Regions from separate parts of the Zea mays genome. Here regions 2, 3 and 4 are each linked to region 1. A link is a contact called in public Hi-C data. All regions are on one chromosome and are shown on one strand. Each heading gives the region's core, a stretch centred on a gene start, on an enhancer-like site or on the middle of the called end of the contact. The rest is flanking DNA. Distances are from core to core; before and after follow the strand shown. Region 1 holds the start of LOC100282671 (cytosolic chaperonin CCT epsilon chain). Region 2 holds the start of LOC100283628. Region 3 holds the start of LOC100279081. Region 4 holds the start of LOC100281440.

Region 1 (2,700 bases), core at 147-2,646:
CGTCAGAGTCGAAGAGTTGATGATACAGGTACCTTATCTACCATGGAACAATGGGGCGTGATGTAAAGCGGATAGCGCCTCCCTACGCGGAACGACACGCGCGCCACGCCACTCGACTACAACCTCCTCATCGCCGGTGGTACAACGAGGGGGCCCGTGGCCGTAGCCACCGACCAACATGTCTACGCGTCCTCGTCCGACCTCGACGTGCCATGGCAAGCACATGCTCCAAAGTTGTGTTTAATTTACTTGAACCACATCACATTAAGTTGACATTAAATAACTATTAACAATAAGTAGAATAAATGTATAGGCTCCTAGTGCTCTGACAACCATTGACCTTCAAATGTGCTAAGTTTTTGCAGTTACGAGCTACAAGCTCAATGCTTTAGTCAGTTAATGACTGAAAAACACTGAGAATAAGATCTGTGAGATTCTTGCACCCTTTTGCAACTGAAGGCTCGTGAAATTGCAATAGTTTGTCAGCTTATCATTTAGAAAACTCAAAATTAACTGAAGCACAAGGTACAAGCAAGGATATTAATGGATGATCGATAGCTTCAATTGCAGAAAACACTACTCAATGAGAAAGATCAAATCAGCATACCTAACATCCTAATTGGTCTACATCAGTTCTACATAATACATACTTCATACCATTGTTCGCATTTTCGTTCTTCTTGAAATTATGTTTTTTCTTCACCCTTATGTAATTCATAAGGTCTACTTATGATTATATGTCAACTCCATAGCAAAGCATGAGTATACACTACGGTCCGCCATAAAGTTGTATCATTCTAGAACCTACAGTTGCAAAATACACATTTAGATCCATAAATTTGTGAAGTTGTATTGTCTTAATCTTTTAGATTTTCAACATGCACATTCTAGATCCTATAATTCTATGGTTATATCATCTAGGTTCATAAAGTTGTTTTAGTGTCATCACAAGGTAAAACAGTTTTGATCTGTGATGATAACAAACAAAATGGACATAGATGACATAACTATAAAAGTATAGGACTAAAATGTGCATTTCAAAATTTTATAGACCAAGCCGAAACAAACTTCATAAGTTCAGAGACCTAGAACATGCACTTTGTGAGTTTATAGATCGAATGATACAATTTTATAATTATATTATATTTAATACTCGTAATATACATTCAAATATTAATAATCTGATACGTACTAAATTTTAGTCACTGAAACCAAACGTCCTTAGAAGTAAGTGACATCTGGGCGCACTTACTGAGTAGCCCGTGGGCCAAAGCGGTGCAGAGCAGCATCTTGCGTTTGGGGTCTAATGGGCCATTAGTCACTGAGAAAAGCTCAAGTTCTCAGCCCATACAAGCCGGAGCCCAAGCATAAAAGAAATCTGTCTCTCCCGCACTGGACTGGACTACTGGAGCCCTATAGGCTATAGCCACCACCGCACTCGCCTCCCTCTCTCCCTCCCACACTCCACCACCCGCGCCGCCGCCTCCTACTCCGCCCCGGCCCCTCTGATCCGGACCGAGCGCCGGCCATGGCGCTCGCCTTCGACGAGTTCGGGCGCCCCTTCATTATCCTGCGGGAGCAGGAGAAGAAGACGCGCCTTCGGGGGCTTGACGCGCAGAAGGCCAACATCGCCTCGGCCAAGGCCGTCGCGCGGATCCTCCGCACGTCGCTGGGACCCAAGGGCATGGACAAGATGCTCCAGTCCCCCGACGGCGACGTCATCATCAGTATGCGTTTGTTCGGCTCCTTCATTCGCTTTTCTCGTCCTTGCGTAGACTGCTTTAGCTTGGCTGCGGTTTTTAGTGCTAGGGTTTCTTGAATGGCGCGTGCACGCCTTGAGATATAGGTTCCGCGGGGCATTTGCTCGTATTTCCTCCTATTGGGCTTCATAAGACAGCATACGTTTAAGGTTGTTTTGCCCCCACCATTTAGCTTCTGTAATGCTAACGAAGACGCCCCCACTGGCTAGGATCCGTGCAAATAAATCAATATAGACACAGGGTGTTGATTTTAAAATCCAATTTTGCTTGTTCAACATAGTTTTACAAGCTGTTTTGTCCCCTATTTAGTGTGACACACCAACGTGCTTGGGACAGAAAGGCTTTGTTGTTGTTGTTGTTTAGTGTGACACCCCCCTAAAGTTTAAGATCCATACAATGAATCTATTTAGACAGGGGATGTTTATTCGGAGATCTAAGTTTCGCTTGTTCAAAGTGCTGTCTCACTGTCCAGTGCTTCACAGTTATAAATATAAGCTATCTCGATGGTCACTGCTTCCGTTCAGTGGGTTAGTTTTGATAGGATGCTTTGATTTTAAAATCTAGTTCTGTGCTTTACAAATTCGCTTTTCAGTAATGTAAGCTATCTCACTGACAAACAGTTCGTCAGTTACGTACTTTGCTTACTGAAAGTGCTGCCTTGTAAATTGCCAGCAAATGATGGAGCGACCATCCTGGAGCAGATGGATGTTGACAACCAGATAGCAAAGCTGATGGTGGAGCTGTCCCGTAGTCAAGACTATGAAATCGGGGATGGTACCACCGGGGTGGTAGTCATGGCAGGGGCTCTTCTCGAGCAGGCTGAGAAGCTTCTGGAGCGTGGTATTCACCCCATTAGGGTGGCTGAAGGCTATGAGATGGCGTCAAAGGTAGCTTTTGACCACCTAGAACATATATCCGAAAAGTTTGAGTTCAGTGCAGA
Region 2 (2,700 bases), core at 159-2,658, 140 kb before region 1:
TTTTTAGAAAAATTTGAGCCTAAGAAATATCTAACATTGGACTTGCCTACAAAATTTTAGCTAAACTTTTGTTACAGAAGGAAATATAGTACAGAATTAAAAATATCCTAGAAACGCAAGAGGTTTCCCTATACAACAAGTTATGTACTAATTATAAGATTGTTCTTTTCCAAAAATATGACAAAAGGTTCATGCTATATTTTTATTTTGGTAAAAAAACCAAGATCCAGGTTTTGAGATGAAACCGAGCTCGAAAACCGACTAGTACACCATTGGACTTGTTTATGAAAATTTTAGCTGAACTTTTATTACAAGAGTAGATTTAGTACTAAATTAAAATATTCTACAAACACAAGGTGTTTCCCTGTACGAAAATTCTAGTAGCTAAACCTTCGTTACAAGAGAAAATATAGTGTTGAATTAAAAAATATCCTAGAAACCCGAGAGGTTTCCCTATACAACAAATTATGTACTAATTCTGCAAAAGATTGTTTTTTTCCAAAACTATGACAAAAGCTTCGTGGTAGATTTTTAATATGAGTAAAAAAGAACCAAGTTTGATACAGGTTTTGAGACGAAACCAAGCCCGAAAACAGTCTAATATGCCATTGGACTTGTTTATGAAAATGTTAGCTAAACTTTTATTACAAGAGTAGAATCAGTACTAAATTAAAATATTCTACAAACACAAGGTGTTTCCCTATACGATAAATCTTTAAAAGATTATTTTTCCAAAAACAATGGTAGGAGCTCTGTCATAGTTTGTTGATTTGAAGTAAAAAAACCAAGCTTGATCCATATTTTGAGATGAATTTGATCCCCATAACCAGGCCATCAATGCATCTTAAGACTCGTTTATGAAATGTTAGCAAAACCTTTATTACAAGAACAAGTATATAGCACTAAAATTAAAATATATTACAAACGCAAGGGGTCTTCCTATGTGACAAATAATGTACTAAATCTGTAAAGGGTTGTTTTTCTGAAAACAATGGTAGAAGCTTCGTCATAGTTTTAAATTAGGAGTAAAATGGAACCAAGCTTGATCTAGGTTTTAAGAAGAAACCAAACCCGAAATCAAGCTAAAACGTCATCTGACTTGTTTAAGAAATGTTATCCAACCTTTATTACACATAAGAGCAAATGTACTACTCCTTCAGTTCTTTTTTATTTATCGTTGTTTAGTTCAAAAATGAACTAGTGAGCGACAAATATTCGAGAACAGAAGTAATACTAAATTGAAAATATCCTACAAAACACATACGTAAGAGTAGATATAGCAGTAAATTTACAATATACAACAGACATAAGGGGCTTTAGTGCAAATATTCCATGGACGTGAAAACTCGTCCTTGTTGGCTGCGAGATTCTATCACTCCTCCCTCGTCTCCAGTTTTTTCCCTCGTCTGCTATAAATGGAGCTCACCTTCCACGACCTCTGGCAGTTCCCATCCGCCGCCCGCGCACTTGTTCCTTCCGGCACAGCACACAGGACACCGTAGACAGATTCATCGCGACGATGGGGCTGGACGTCGTGGAGATCGGGATGGGCGCCGATTTGAGCCTGGATCTGAGGCACTTCGCCTCCAAGGCCGTGCGGCAGAGCAAGGACTACGCGCCGGCGCCGGCGCCGGACATGGACGCCTGCATCCGCCGCCTCGAGGAGGAGCGGGGCAAGATCGAGATGTTCAAGCGGGAGCTGCCGCTCTGCGCGCGCCTCCTCGCAGACGGTGAGCACGCACGCACCTACCTCTTCCCCTATTCTTTCCCCACCTGTGATTCATTTTCCTCTTGCTTCTTTTTCCATTTTTGGGATGCGTTTTTTTTATGCGGCGATGCGTTGGCGTGTGCGCAGTGATCGATGTGATGAAGGAGGAAGCGGGGAAGGCGGTGGCGGAGGAGGACGGCGCCGCCGGGGACAAGAGCAAGTGGATGAGCACGGCGCAGCTCTGGACGGGCGATTGCGGCCGCGAGGACGCGGAACCAGAGGTACGGCACGATTCGGGCGTCGTTTCGATCCGTGAACTCTGAGCACGTTGGTGGACGGTGGTGGGCGGCGGACTAAAAGTTTGGAGCTTTGCGATCGCAGAAGCAAGACAAGGAGAGGAGCTCGCCTGAGGCCAGGTCTCGCGCCGCCGGCGGCGCTTTCTTGCCGCTCAAGGCTGCCGTGGGCTCCGGCGCGCCGGCGTTCGCGCCGCTCGGCTTGAGAATGGACGACAAGGCCGCCGCGCGCGCCGGGATGCCCGACCTGTGCTTGCTGTCGCCGCCGGCGACCAAGAGCGCCGCCGAGGAGAGCCGACGCCAGGTGGTGGGGTTTGCGCAGGCGGCGACGAGGGCGGCCGCCGCCACGGCGCCAGCTGCCCCTTCGCTTAGCGTTGGCGTCCAGTCCCCGTCGCAGCAGGCGAGGAAGGCTCGGCGTTGCTGGTCCACGGAGCTGCATCGCCAGTTCGTCGCCGCCTTGAACCAGCTCGGTGGCCCCCAAGGTGAGCCTTGCTCTTCAGATGCAAATTATTTCTTGCCGGTTTTGGGCGGCCTGCAGCGTGTTCTTACCTACTTGCTTGCCTGCCGTATTAGATACGTAGAGTTGGAATTAACGAGTTCATTCATGTCTGATTGTCTGCACTGCAGTTGCCACCCCAAAGCAGATCAGGGAGCTGATGAAGGTGGACGGCCTCACAAACGACGAAGTGAAAAGCCACC
Region 3 (2,700 bases), core at 125-2,624, 250 kb before region 1:
AGTAGGAATCCGTCACTTTCTAAATCCTGAGCCCTATGAACAACTTTATCTTACTCCACACGTAATCGTAATGATACTCAGATTTTCCCCACAGCCAGATTCTCTCCACAGCCAGATTTTCAGAAAAGCTGGTCAGAAAAAAGCCGAACCAAACAGGCCCTTAGTCGCGTCGCGTGCAGGAGCTAGGGTTGGTGAAGACGGCCATGAAAGCATCGGCTAGCCAGGCTCCATTGGTGGTATCTCTTGTGCACGATTCCATTGCCATTGGTGTAGTAGAGCAGCAGCAGCAGTGCATGCATGACAGCGGTGGCAGGAATTCAGACGAAGGAAGAACGCGAGCTCAGCCCAATACTTTCACGTCCTCAATCCTGAATCCTTACTTACAGGTTCAGAAGAACTGGGTCGCAGCCCACGAATTCACTTGGCCCACTACGGCCCAATAAAGTTTCTGCCTGGACGTCGAACCCTTATCGCATTTCATCATTGGCGCCGCCGAGTTCACTTCACTTCAAGGTACGGTTCACCATTTGTATTTCTGAAAAAAAAAGCGTGCGTGTACAAACATGGTGCGGATTGGTGTCGCGTTTCCTTCGTTCGTTTTTGGCGCTGAACATGGCCAGCGTCCTCTGCTTCCAGAAGAGTCCAAGTCTTGGCAACACACGGCCAAGTGACTGTTCCATCATCCCCGCCAGTCTGAGCCCTCGCTACTCACTCGCCATCTCGCACTCCGGGATCGCCGTGAGGTCGGACGCGAGTGCCGGCGCACCGGAGGAGCCTTGCGCGCCGCGACGAATGTCTCCCACCGCCCGTGCTCCTCCTCCTCATCCTCCGGCGGAGGAGGCGGCGCGAAGACGAGGGGCGCGACGGCGCCGCAGCGCCTGCTCCGCTTGCCGCGCGCGCAGGAGTGGCGAGCGGAGAGCGCGGCGGAGGCCCGGACGGCGAGCGCCGCGACGTCCTCGCGCCGCAGGCCGCGGCGGCGCGCGGCGGCCGGGAGCACGAAGTAGATCTGCCCCGCGCGCAGCGCCTCCGCGCCGCCCAGCGCCGGGACGGGGCCCTCGAACCCCACCCTGTCCGCGTCGCACAGGAACCAGTCTGCGGAGGCGGAGGCGGAGGCGTCCTGCAGCACCCGCGCGGCCGTGGCCGTGTGCGGCGGGTACTCCCGCATCTCGCCGCTCGGCATCAGCACCAGCGCCGTGTCCTTGCTGGGCGGCGGGGCCGCCCGCGTCGGCGTGGTCTCGCCGCGCGACATGCACAGCCCCATTGGTGTCCCGTCCGCGGGATTTGGAAAGCTCGCTTGTAGCTAGTGTGGCGGTTGAGATGGCCGTCCGTGTGGCGGTTGCCGCGGCTGGCGTCGAATGGGGGGAATGGAATGAATGACATGGCGGTGTGGAGGCGGCTGGTTTTATAGGCGAGCGGTGCAGAGTGGCTTGTCGCCTAGCTGCAGGCTGCAGCTGCTGGCTTGGACTTGGACTTGGAGAAGAAGGGAAGGGAAGGGAAGGGACGGGAGCATGACAGGCTGGCGTGCCGCTGGGGCCACGCCAGCTGACCTGCGTGGACCCCGGGATCGTTTGCTTGCTCCCCAGATGTCGCTTATTTATTATTGTTACCGTTTTGTCGTCATTGTTTATTTACTTTATTATTATTACTACCCTTTTATTTACTGCCGCGGCTTGGTGCCGTGGTAGACAGGATACGCACGCGTATGCAGCTCAGCCCGAGTAGCGGAGACTGGAGAGCAATAATAAAGCCGATATGTATAATGGTTACCCGTCTCTTTCAGATTTTTTTAGTTTTTCGTGTATAAGCTGCATGTTAGGTTGTAGCCCATTTCTACTCACTTTCTCTCTCCTCTTTTCTCTCTTCCAAACTAGTATTTAGCTCACTAGAAATCTCCCCTAAATCATTTTTTTGGAAGAACAAAAAAACGTGACTCTAACAGTTCCCCTAACGCGCTCTCAACTTTTTTTCATAACCCTTAAAACTCCCTAATTTGTAGCTATAAATGAGGGGGGTTTTCGGGCTACCCAGAAACAATATGCCGCTTTAAAAGATCTGTTGGAGAAATGATAAAAATCTATCCCCACTAATTATTTAGATGTCCATTAAAACTGATTTTAAGGAGTCATTTCCTGAGGAACTCTTGGAGATGCTCTTACCTCCAACCATTATACTTGCTCTTACAATATTATGTTACATATTGTAGCAGTAGCATAGCGACAGAGCAGATCTGAAGGGGGGCTAGGTAGGGGTGAAAACGGATCGAATACGCATAAATATGAATTCGAATGTCACAATTTACCATATTTTAGTCTACATCCGGATACGAATACAAAACGGATAGTCGAATCCGAATTCTTATTCGGATATTTACTCAATTCAACTCAAACATCACACCCTGAAATTTAACATATGTATATGTGGATTTTTATTTAAATACAAGTTTATAGATAGTCAAAATAACCTTAAATTAAAATAGATCTCTCGTGATCCTCCCTATCAAGTCAACAAAATTGTATAAATAATATTTTAAGCTATCGAATCATGTAACATTAGGTAAATAACAACACGTGATATTTAATAAGTGATATTTATACAAATACAAGTAAACTAAACTTGATATAAAATAGTAAATGTACCAAGAAAAACAAAATTTCCGTTCTAAAATAAATGAATGTCCTATATAAATGTGTGTACCAAAAC
Region 4 (2,700 bases), core at 198-2,697, 190 kb before region 1:
CCCTTACAATCCCAGTTTGCACGATCCGGCTCGTCACCCTTATGGTCACACATCCACCTTGTCACTCCCATGTAAAAAAACATTGCATGTTCCAATGTAAACCTTTCTTGATTGTATGATTCATTATGAACCCATGATGATAGTAAGTTAGTAACCTAGTGCATAAAAATGCACTTCTCCCGTAAAAGTTCATGAATGATGAAATGGTCCTGTAATTAACTCAAACCACCTAGCCTATCCTACATGTTCATATACCACCACAAAAACCATGCCCGATTCATGTAGGGTATGAAACAGTGATAGGACTTTGCCACTCTTTTGTTGATTTCTGTCCAGGACAGATGAACTGTAGGGCAATAGCAGTAGATGTCGGTTTGAGCAATTGTCAAGTGCCAGAAATCCTGTCTCAAATTCAGTTGAAACATTCTAGTACAGAGACAGTTCCAATCCCCCGCGTTCCTACATTTCCACATCTCAATAAATGCTAAGAATCCCTGAATAACCATAAACGCCTTTCGGCTACTGGCTGAAAGCAACATCTCAACCGATTGTTGGAACTACAGGATCGTACAGTGTCAATTGCAAATGTAGCACTTCCTCTACACACGTGAATGTCACTCCCCATAACAGTCTCCGGGCAATCAAATCGTGCCGTGCTTCACATCCAGATATCCAACCGTTTGAATTCAGATGAAATTGGGCGAAAGAAGAAAAGGGGGGATTTTTTCTAAGAAAAGGAAGAAATGGCCCGCACCTGGGCGCGTGCGTCGTCCTGTCGCACCACCCATCGGCGGCCCCGGCCCCGGACGGATCCGGTGGCCTGGGCGAGGGCAGCGGCAGCGGGTGGAGGACGGGCGAGGACGCGGACCTGGGCGGCGGCGCGCCGCCCTCCCTGGCGCTGGCGGACCTGGAGACGAGGGTGGGTACCGGGATCTCGATGGCCTCGGAGGCGGTGGCGAGGCGCCTCTGCTGCGGCGGAGAGGAGGAGGACGACCTGTCGGAGACGTCGACGCGGAGGTCCCCGAGCGCGACGTAGAGGTCGTCGACGTGGCGCAGCTTTCGCTGGCGGGTGAGCTTGGGCGGCGCGAGGAGGTCCCTTCTCCCGGCGCGGCCTCCGGGCTGGACGCACGAGGTGGACGCCCGCGCGGGAGAGGACGGCGTGGATGCGGAGGAGAACGGGGTGACGGGCGAGCGGTGGAACGCGGACTTGGAGCGCTTCCACCAGGACGGCATCGTCACGGCCAGGGGTGGGAGGAGGACGAGGGAACGAAACACTAGCCGCCGTGCGCGTAGGGTTAATGGCATTGGAGGCGGGGACGCGAGGGCGGGGCGCGGAGCGGGTGGACGGCGACGGCGACGGCCGCGGCCACGACGACGACCGCCTCCATTCTGAGTCGGGGGCTTTATTTTTTTTTCCTTTTTTTACTTGTCGTTTTGTTTGGGAGGCGGTCGTTGGTTTCGCGGGTACCGTAAGGGTGGCCCACATGTCATGGAGGTGAGTCTCGCCTCGCCCACGGGGCAACAACCAAAGTCCAACCACCAGTCAAACCCCACATCGCATTTCGTTTCATTTTGGTCTTAAAAAATGTTTTATCTTATGGTGGTAGGTTAGTCTTAATTAGCTTTGTTTTTAGCAGCCTTTTTGTCACATACATGCTATCTTTTTATAGTACTGAATGATTCTCTAAATAAATTAGATCTTTTTTGGAAGCGAACAACCATAGGAATAGATACACAGTGATAAAATGGAGAGCTTTGTTCTTGTTCTTACCAAAAATTTGAGTTACAATTACAACCTACTAAGTGACTTTACAAACTTATTAGTAAATATAGAGTTTGTCAACAATTTTTTACAAATAATACTTAGAAAATAAAACCACTGATAAAGTCCAATGAAAATAGGAAATTCACACTTTTGTTTAGGTCCTACAAAGGTTAAAAACTGCTTCATTAACCTTTTTCTTATTTTAGGGCCTATTTGGAAGCACTCTGTTTTTAAGAAACCGGTTTATAGAAAGTGGAGTGGTTCTAACTTTCTAAGCATATCGGTTGACGTCTCAGTTTATAGAAATCGGGTTTCTAATTTTTTTTTTAAAACCAAGAGGCTACTCTCCCGTTGCTAAAAACAACTTTTGTTTGTTTAATTATATCATGCCCTTGTTGGTTTCATGAAAATTACATTTATTGCCACCACTTTTAAAATAGATGAAGGCTATGTTAGTAATTGTGTATCAAAAAACTAGAAACGGGAGATATAAACTGATTTTTATAAAACTGACGTGCTTCCAAGCATGCCCTTAGTATTCATGATGGTAACCAAATTAAGTTTTGGAGTGTAAGTGGCTACAGAACTATGTTCTTAAAAAGGGAAATATCTGTCCATATTTCATATAGAAAGAAACATGTCTTAATGACACATGTCTTTAGCATTGCTATGGTAATTAGATGTAAGTTTTCTTAGGCCCTGTTCAGAAGCGACCTAGTTTTTAAGAATCCAGTTTATATCTCTAGTTTCTAGAAACTAGTTTATGAAAAAAAACTGATTAACGATGTTTGGAACCACCTCAATTTTCATAAACTAGTTTTAGACAGGGGAGACTCTTCTTAGTTTTTAAGAAACTAGGAATCTAGTTTCTATAAACTGGGCATAAACTGATATGTTTGGAACCACCTTAGTTTTCAAAAACTAGTTTTTTTTAA

The links. A called contact is a pair of places that touch in the nucleus more often than the background predicts.
Region 2: a Hi-C map of leaf shows a contact between it and region 1, with 2.7 times the contacts expected there. The contact joins the promoter of LOC100283628 here to the promoter of LOC100282671 in region 1. A contact is called at or near these places in 12 of 25 Hi-C or Micro-C datasets (bundle sheath, ear, endosperm and 5 more).
Region 3: a Hi-C map of leaf shows a contact between it and region 1, with 2.2 times the contacts expected there. The contact joins the promoter of LOC100279081 here to the promoter of LOC100282671 in region 1. A contact is called at or near these places in 2 of 25 Hi-C or Micro-C datasets (leaf and tassel).
Region 4: a contact with region 1 is called in a Hi-C map of leaf, with 3 times the contacts expected there. The contact joins the promoter of LOC100281440 here to the promoter of LOC100282671 in region 1. A contact is called at or near these places in 8 of 25 Hi-C or Micro-C datasets (bundle sheath, ear, leaf and 3 more).

Annotation. Positions count from the first base shown.
Region 1 is chr2:242,069,369-242,072,068 of Zm-B73-REFERENCE-NAM-5.0, forward strand. It overlaps LOC100282671 (cytosolic chaperonin CCT epsilon chain), which reads left to right and starts at 1,397. Exons shown (of 9, transcript NM_001155579.3): 1 at 1,397-1,727; 2 at 2,433-2,700. The coding sequence starts at 1,529.
Region 2 is chr2:241,927,964-241,930,663 of Zm-B73-REFERENCE-NAM-5.0, forward strand. LOC100283628 reads left to right here and starts at 1,409. Exons shown (of 5, transcript NM_001156529.2): 1 at 1,409-1,730; 2 at 1,856-1,989; 3 at 2,090-2,483; 4 at 2,629-2,700. The coding sequence starts at 1,520.
Region 3 is chr2:241,818,855-241,821,554 of Zm-B73-REFERENCE-NAM-5.0, forward strand. It overlaps LOC100279081, which reads right to left and starts at 1,375. Exons shown (of 1, transcript NM_001152131.2): 1 at 539-1,375. The coding sequence starts at 1,261. The coding sequence ends at 680.
Region 4 is chr2:241,882,873-241,885,572 of Zm-B73-REFERENCE-NAM-5.0, forward strand. It overlaps LOC100281440, which reads right to left and starts at 1,448. Exons shown (of 11, transcript NM_001154358.2): 1 at 755-1,448. The coding sequence starts at 1,305.